Regions from separate parts of the Capsicum annuum genome. Here region 1 is linked to region 2. The links are chromatin contacts, called in public Hi-C maps. All regions are on one chromosome and are shown on one strand. The core of a region is the stretch at or near the end of the contact, and the rest is flanking DNA. Distances in the headings are between cores, read along the strand shown.

Region 1 (4,629 bases), core at 1,191-3,690, 130 kb after region 2:
AAATCTTAGAAAAGCTGAAATGAGTCTCGATCGTAATTTGACTTGTGGAACTCTCTTTTCCTCTGTTAATTAATAATATCGACGTCATTAACACCACCAGTTGACCTCCTATATTGGGGGCGGGAGGTGGCGGATTTGGTAGTTGAAGGAGGAGAAATTGAGATGGGGTGATAGATTTGATAGTTGAAAGAGGAGAAACTAGGGTAGGAGTGGGGTGGGGTGGTGGTGGATTTGGTAGTTGAAGGAGAATAAATTAGGATGAGAGTTGGGTAGAGGATGGTGGTTTGACAGTTAAAAAAGAGGAGATATTAGGGTGGGGGGTGGGTAGGGGTGGGGGTTAGAAGGAGGGGGAAGAGTAAGGGTAAAAAGGGAGTTTTTTTAAATATCTCTCTATATATTAGTGGGACTTTTTTTTTTTTTTTTTAAAAAGATTTACTCATTTTTTTTCTATTTTAAATGTCACGTCAGTTTTAAGGGTTGAAATTAATTTGCTATAAAGCTGTTTGGAGAGGGGGGGGGGGGTTTAAATAATTTATAAGTCTAGTTTAAGAACTAAAGTAAGTTCAGAGGGTAAGTTTAAGAGCGAAATGATTTTTTTTCTCTTTTAGAATGATATTTTTGGCAAAGGTGTGTGATATTAAATAACTTAATTCCATATACTCCCTCCTTTTCAAAAAAAATAAAATTGTTGGGATATAACACATCCCTTAAGAAAAATTTTTAGGACATAAATTGTAGGTTACTTTTCACTATTACCCTTTTAATTGTTTTTAAAGAAGTATTTAAGAACCTCATTTAATGAAAGGGTAAAATAGGAAAAATATTTCAACATGTCTCTTAAAAAATGAATAATTTATTTATTTTGAATATTAAAAAATAACTCAATAATTTATTTATTTTGAAATGAAGGAAGTAGATTTTAACTTTGAAACTGAGGTATAGATACACTAACATGAAATTAAACATTCTCCAAAACCTAGACAGATAATATTGCTGTACGAGATGATTTTTTAAGATGTATAATTCTTTTAAAAATGTACAATTTTTTTTTTTAAATGTTAATAGTCATACGCATGAAGACATAAGTCAGCGGAGAATTTGGCTGACTCATTTGGAAAGCACAAAATTTTTGGACAGATTCTTTAAAGAATCTACTGATGTGATTGCACTGTAATCTTTTACTAATACCATCCCCTTTTTTTGAGCTTTTTGACCAAATAGGAGTAGCCCATTTGGTCAGCTTTTTTTCAAAAATATTTATTTTAAATCAAAAATATTTATTTTAAAAAATTGAAGTGTTTGGTTAAGATTTTAGAAGAAAATAAGTATTTGTGAAAAGTAGCAGAAGCTGTAAGTTAAAAAAATAGCTTCTCTTCAAAAGTATTTTTGAGAAAAATACACTTAAAAATATTTTTAAAAGTTTGACTAAATACTAATTGCTGTTTAAAAATATTTTTCTAAATCTATTAGTCAAAAATAAACTGTTCATTACTAATATATTTTTTTAAATCCACATCTGAAAGTAAACTGATTTTTATAAGTTGACGAAATAAACTACCAAGTGAATTGTTGGGATTTTCTTATAAATTTAAAATAAGTAAAATTTTCAAACTCCAAAAGAATTGTTGAAACTTCTTTTCACATATTTACTATTTCATTTAATGAGATTTTTAAATAATTTACACTTTTAGGGAAATAATTTAAAAATAATTAAATAAATAATAATAAAAAGTAACCTATATCCTTAATTTTTTTTTAAAACAATGTGTCATACCCCAATAATAGGGATGAAGGGAGTAATAATTATGACAGTATTATATAGACATTGCATAAATAGATTTTTCTATCCATAATTCCACTCGCCATTATATTTGATTCCTCTTCATCATCATTCCACCAAATTTTTAAAGGGGCACGTGCTTCCTTCTTCATAATGTACCAATGTATGCCCTATACCTAAAAAAAAAAAAAAAGTGACAATGTATGTCATATAAAAAAATATTAAATTAGGTTTTGTGCACTTAATAAATGTATAATGCTTTTAACTTTGTAACGAAAAATATGTGATGGTATTAAAAAAATTAAAGTTTACATTATGCACTTAATAAGTGCACAATTCATTTTTTTATGGACTGTGCACTTAATAAGTGCACAATTTATTTTTTTTATGGACTGTGCACTTAATAAGTGCACAATCTATTTTTAAAAGAATGAATTGTGCACTTATTAAGTGTACAATGTAAACTTTAACTTTTTTAACATCGTTAGAAATTTTTCGTTACAAAGTAAAGTTAAAGGTATTGTGCACTTATTAAGTGCATAAAATCTATTTTGGTGCTTTTTTTTTTTTTTTTTTATATATATATGGCATATATTGATACTTTATTTTTTAGTTGTAGGACATATTTTGGTTCCGGATTCTACCTTTGATCGGTCTGGTCTGGTTTTCCATCTCTATTTGCATAGACATAAGTATTTTATATGACTCTGTATGGATATGTATTTGTACTTTTCTAGCATACATTGTTTCGGTTCTTTTGGCATAACTTTTTAAATAAATTAATTCTTGCATTTTGTGCTCCAAGGTTCTTTTCGATAGAGTAGCAGGTTTTAAGGGCTGAGTTGAATATACAGTGGGATTTTCTTGAGTTTTAGTCTCAAGTCTCAACCAAGATGGACATCACTCTGACGCTAATCAATATGGCATTTTTCTTGTTTTTACTCATATGTTTCTTGGTAGATTTTTTCAAGAATAATGGAGGAGAAGAGGGTTTTGCAGAAACAAGAGAGAGAAGAAAATCCACACTTTTCACTAAGATTACAATTTTAGTGAATTTCTCAATAGCCATTTCTTACTTGGGATTTTGTCTCCATGAATTCTGGAAGTTGAGAACTTTTGTGTTTGAAGAGTCTATTTCTTGTGTCATGACATGGAGTCTAGCTAGTTTAGTTGCAGCCTACTCATCAAACAGAGAGAAAAGGTGGCCATTATTACTCATCATATGGTGGGTCTTTTCAAGTATTTTTGATATAATTAGAGTCTCTCTTCATCTTTTCAACCACTGTACTAATATATTTACAAAAGCCCCACATTTTCTGCCCAAGCCAAATATAATTGATTTTGTTTCCCTACCACTGTCAATTCTCCTATGTTTCAATGCCTTGCCAGCTTTTTCTCCCAAGAAACACAGTGAAACTGAACAGCCATTCCTTAACAAAGAGGTAAATAAACGTGTTTTAAAACACGATGATGCATTTTCTAATGCTGGTATTTGGAGCCAAATCACATTCAGGTGGCTTAATCCACTATTCAAGACAGGCCATGAGGAAAAGCTGAGAGTAGAGCACATACCTTCAATTCCTCACTCTGAGACCTCTAATGAAGCTTCTTCTTTGTTGGAAGATGCGCTTTGGAAAAAGAAAGCTTCTACTTTGTCCCTCCCAGATGGCATACTACATATGATTAGGAGATCACTTGCCTATAATGCAGTTTTTGCAGGTAATTCTTGATTTTCTTCAGGACTATTAAGTTTAAACACTAATGCATAGCAAACAATCAATGCATAGCAAACTTTTTTGTTAACGGTGGTGTCTGATCCACGTCTCGAATATGCTTAGCAAACTAATTACATGCTTCTGTTTATTGTTTTTCTTGTTTTATAGGAGTCAATACAATTGCATCCTATACTGGTCCTTCGCTAATAACAAGCTTTGTGAATTTTTTATCTGAAAAGAAAGATGAGTCTAACTGGCAAGAAGGAATGATCTTAAGCCTTCATCTTCTTCTTTGCCAAAACAATAGAGTCGCTGTCCCAAAGGCAATGGTACTTTGGAGCTCACCGGATTGGCGTTCGAGTCAGAGCAGCTCTGATGGCATTGATATATAAAAGAACATTGTCCATAAAGTGTGGCGGTACAAAAGACGAAAGATCATAAACCTCGTCAATATTGATGTTGAGAGAATTGGGGACTTCTGCTGGTATATTCATGGAGTTTGGTTGCTTCCTGTTCAGGTTATAATTGCCCTGCTTATCTTATACAGGAACTTAGGCGCTGCTCCCTCTGCTGCTGCTCTTCTTTCCACTATATTTGTGATGGTGAGCAACACACCGCTTGCCAGTATGCAAGAACAGCTCCACTCAAAGATAATGGAAGCGAAGGACGTGAGAATTAAAGCCACTTCAGAGACCTTAAAAAGCATGAGAGTCTTGAAACTGCATTCATGGGAGTCCACTTTCTTGAAGAAGCTGCTTCAACTCAGAGAAAAAGAGAGAGGTTGGCTTAAGAGATACCTTTATACATGTTCTGCTGTGGCTTTCCTCTTTTGGGCTTCACCAACTCTCGTATCAGTTGTAAATTTTGGTTTTTGTATCATCCTAAAAACACCATTAACTTCCGGAGCGGTTCTCTCAGCACTAGCAACTTTCAGGATTCTACAAGAACCGATTTACAACTTGCCCGAACTCATTTCCATGGTTGCTCAAACAAAAGTGTCAGTTGATAGGATTCAAGACTTCCTAAGAGAGGAAGATCAAAAGAAGTTAACAAGCTATCATACTCCTAACGCTACTGACGTGGCAATCGAACTTGAACCAGGAGAGTATGCTTGGGGCACAAATGAGTCCAAGA
Region 2 (4,160 bases), core at 1,393-3,892:
CTTGGGAGTCAATCGGTTAATTGAAATGGATAGGTATGATTATATAAGCTTAAAAGTATAATTGGTATGATGATACCAAGTGGTAAATGCCTTAATATAAGACTCCCTGGCTTATGGTTGGGATTATATGAAATATAATTTTGATTTGGGCTTAAAAGGGGTTGTGTAGCTCACCGTGAAGTTGCAGGCCTCAGGAGAAAAAGTATTGAAAACTACGTTTTCCGGCATGGGGGTCTATATGACCATAGGTTTGGTTCACACGTTATATTTTTGGGATGGCTACAACATTGGTGCCTCTGAATCCCCTTCAAATTTCCTTCGTTCGTGCGGTTAACACGCGCTACGGCCCTTTCAGTAGTAGGAGTTGAACCTATATAGCCCATGAGTGCCCTTAGACGGATAGAGCTATATAGTCCAGGTTAATATTTTATAATCTCATGTTCATGACCCTTTTCCCTATCCCAACATTCTAAATATATACATACATATATATATATATATATATAGTGTGTGTGTGTGTGTGTGTATGCGATTTTGATTGATTTTGAAAATGGCGTTACTTTATCACTTTCCCTGAGTTACATGCCTGTGCTTATCCCACTGACCATCCTAGGACGCTACATCCTTTCATGATGTAGGGTCCAAAGACTTTTCTGTTACCCCGTGCAACATTAGGTGGTGCAGTTGTCTGTTGAGTTCCTGTGAAATGGTGAGCTTCCATCTTTCAAAAAGACTTATCATTTCATTAGGTTTCTTTTTTGTATTTTGAGAATTATGGATTTTCTTTGGCTATAGTCGGTAGCATGTCCCGACTTTATTTGGTATTCTTATTTTAGAGGCTTTTGTGGACAAATGTTGTCATTTGTTATCAATTATATATGTATTGTAAACTTCAAAAATATACTAATACTAAAATTCTTCAAAAAGTTTACGTCAAATTACAACTAAATTTATCTCTTTAATATAGATGCTATCAAGATTTCAATTGGTAAGAAAATTTTATAGAAGAGTCTAAACTTAAATAAAGAAAAACAACTATCATTATTTAATTAGTTAAAGGAATCCTTATTTTAAAGTGATTCAAACCTAAACAAAAATTATTTGAAAATTAATCGTCATCTAGGTCTTATAAAAAAACATGGCTTTTTGATTTATAAGGAAACCTTTCCTAAAAAGAACGTTTTTAAAAGAAATTAGTTGTTGTTTGTTTTTGTGTTTTATAAGGGAAAGTTTACAGAAACATTTTTCTTTTACCATATATTACAGGACTCCTTAATTTTAAATATTATAATAAAATATAATATATAATAATAATTAAAAAATAGTAAAAAGATGATTTTTTCTAAAGCATGGACTTTTAGTGAAGGCAAAAAGTTCAAATCACTTTTTCAAGGATTTTCACGCTTTTAATATACTATAGACTAATACAATATCGATACATTACATAACTATCTATACAATAATGATACATTTTTTTATACATATATATACAATATTGATACATTATATATACAAATATTGATACCACACATACAACGGATATACAAGTTTGAGAAGTTAAATAAGAATTTTTCTGATGATTAATAAGATTATTAGTCTCAAAAAAAATTGCCATTTAGCCATAAAGCAAATAAACAAAAAGTAAGTTTAAAAAAACAACAAACAAACGAACAAAATAAAGAAATGAAAAAGGAGGTCAGAAAAATTAAAAAGGAAATAGAGAGTGGGTCAGATATATTTTTGGTGTTTGGGTTGAGCCTTTATGGTGCTATAGAAACAACTGACTATTTTTTATATAAATAATAGATTTGCGCGGGCCCGGCACGTAATGTTGCTATGAATGTCAAGTTGCATATAAAGATCAATAGAAACTAATTATTGCATATTATATTAAATAAATATATTTTAATATGCAAGACACGACAAGCTTTATATGCATATTAAATAAATATATTTTAAACCCCTATTGGACCATTCGAATGAAGAGATTCACAGCCTCTTCTCCAAAAAATTTCATTTCTTTCTGGCATCTCATCCAAGACACGACAAGCTTCTACCAATTCTCCCAGCTGAACATACATATCTAGAATTGCTATCCAAGAAACGACATCTTTACTTTGCATTCTATCAAATATTGTCCTAGCTGAAAGAGTATCATTCAGCCTCAAGTTAAACGTGATCAAAGAATTCGAAACTGACAAGTTATGTTCAAAACCAACCTTAACACTAAAACCCAATACACACATTCCCAAATTAAAATCACCCAATTCTCTACATGCTCAAACTCACAATTTCACCCGCAAAACCATAAGAGGAAAAGAGAGGAGAAAGAAAGAAAGTTCAGATCATGAAAATTTTTAAAACAAAGTTCATATTACAAACAAATCCCAAGAAAAAAAGCACCTTCGAAATTCAAAATCCTCTGCTCAAGCTGAAACTTTTCATCTTCTTCAACCACATTGACATCTTTGAAAGTTGAAAAAATCTCTTGGGAAGACTCATTACCATTGGAATCTGGATTGGATCCTATTGGAGAAGAATTCTCCAATGGCTTTAGCTATACGTTCAATACTGAAACGCCAGTTATGTTAGCGAAAGGGCACTAAGAAACTGGCCTGAGGGAACATGATAATTTTGACTTAAAATTGGTTGGGTCCGCGTCCGTTACCACAAATTATGACGTAGGCTCAACCAGTTGGGCCGACCTAGGCAGGCACCCCTCCAAAGTGCAATGGAGGTCACCAACCTAAGGCCATGGGCCTTCATGATCGCCCATTGGACCCGTCCATGTAAGTATGTTATAAAGTAGCTCCCTCCTTCCATTTTATATCACTCCAGCTGCCTTGTTTCTGCCGATGTGGAAAAAAATCTCACAACATGAAACACAACACTTTTCCCTAACTTTTTGAAATTTGTTAGAATGTTTGAAATTTACAATAGCATTAATAGTACAATACTACATATCATTAACCTAAGATTAACTACTAAATATGAAGGATTTCCATCTTCCATCAGTCCTACCTTTTCTTGAAGTGGTGAAGGTCACGATTTAAACTCTTGTATTTACTACTGAATCAGAACCCACAATCACTTGGTCTCCAACTGTATAATTCACACTCTTGTATTTACTACTGAATCAGAACCCACAATCACTTGGTCTCCAACTGTATAATTCATTTGTTCTTTTATTTAATCCTATGTTATTAATCACAATTTTATGAAACCGCACAGTTACCTATGTCAAAAAAAAAAAATTATGAAACTGCAGCAGGACGAAACTCCAGCCAGAGCACAAGATTGAATTAGCGCTAAAATGAAAACTATTGCCAACTTCATAGTATGATAAATATATTAAATGTTATATGTCTTGAATTAGAAAATTAGGACTTTACAAGTGATTGTTGCAAATTTTACCTGTGAATGACATAATTCTGTTCATTATTGTCTATTGTCTATAGACTATCTTTACACATATGGCTCCTATATATAGGGCTGTTTAAACTTGAAACTAATCAAAATCAAATTCAATATCCTCCTGTTCCTATTTCATCGGCATAATAACATCTTAAGTAAGAAAACAGACATGGAAATGTAGAGAACTACTAACATGGATGTATTAATGAGTACAATGACAAATACGGAATACCTCTTCATTCCGTAGTATCATGAGTTTATATCTTTTGGTTTTTTTCTTTGTTTTTCAGAGGCGTTGTTTATCAACAATCTGGCCTTTGTAGGTCGACTCGTCTATTTTTGAAGTGATCGCGTTGATATTAACTCTTTTTTGCAATGGCCCATGTCCACCCAGTCTGAAAGTTGCACGTATACCACAGTAAGAATAGAGTTGATAAGCCAACTTCACTCTGCTCTGGATTGCCCAGCTTGGGAAGACAATATAATGGCAACAATAAGCCCATAAAGAGCCAAAGCTTCAGCAAAAATGAGAATGAGGATCATCCCAACGAAAAGCTTAGGCTGTTGAGCATTAGCCCTATAAAACAAAAACTGTTCGGTAAATATTCTTGAGCTATAAGATGCAAATAATAGCACATTAAAACAGAAGAAAACTACCATTTGTCTCGAGCAGATATTTTAGATGCCTCGATACACCATGAGGTCCATGCAGATTAAAAGGCACCTGAAATATGAAATAAGATATG

What was found. A called contact is a pair of places that touch in the nucleus more often than the background predicts.
Region 1: a contact with region 2 is called in a Hi-C map of bud, with 4 times the contacts expected there. The contact joins the promoter of LOC107848589 here to the enhancer-like site in region 2. A contact is called at or near these places in 2 of 5 Hi-C or Micro-C datasets (bud and placenta).

Annotation. Positions count from the first base shown.
Region 1 is chr11:97,044,001-97,048,629 of UCD10Xv1.1, forward strand. LOC107848589 (putative ABC transporter C family member 15) reads left to right here and starts at 2,441. Exons shown (of 12, transcript XM_016693376.2): 1 at 2,441-3,499; 2 at 3,664-3,770; 3 at 3,772-3,922; 4 at 3,925-4,629. The coding sequence starts at 2,674.
Region 2 is chr11:96,913,064-96,917,223 of UCD10Xv1.1, forward strand. It overlaps LOC107848404 (a long non-coding RNA gene), which reads right to left. Exons shown (of 7, transcript XR_007046726.1): 5 at 4,072-4,138; 6 at 3,647-3,991. It also overlaps the pseudogene LOC124889100. Among protein-coding and RNA genes, the nearest start is that of LOC107848404, 3.7 kb to the right of the region's middle. Within about 2 kb of position 2,643, at least 5 of the 5 cell types and tissues checked have an H3K27ac peak or open chromatin away from gene starts, as enhancers often do. A contact at or near this core is called in bud, where this site is marked.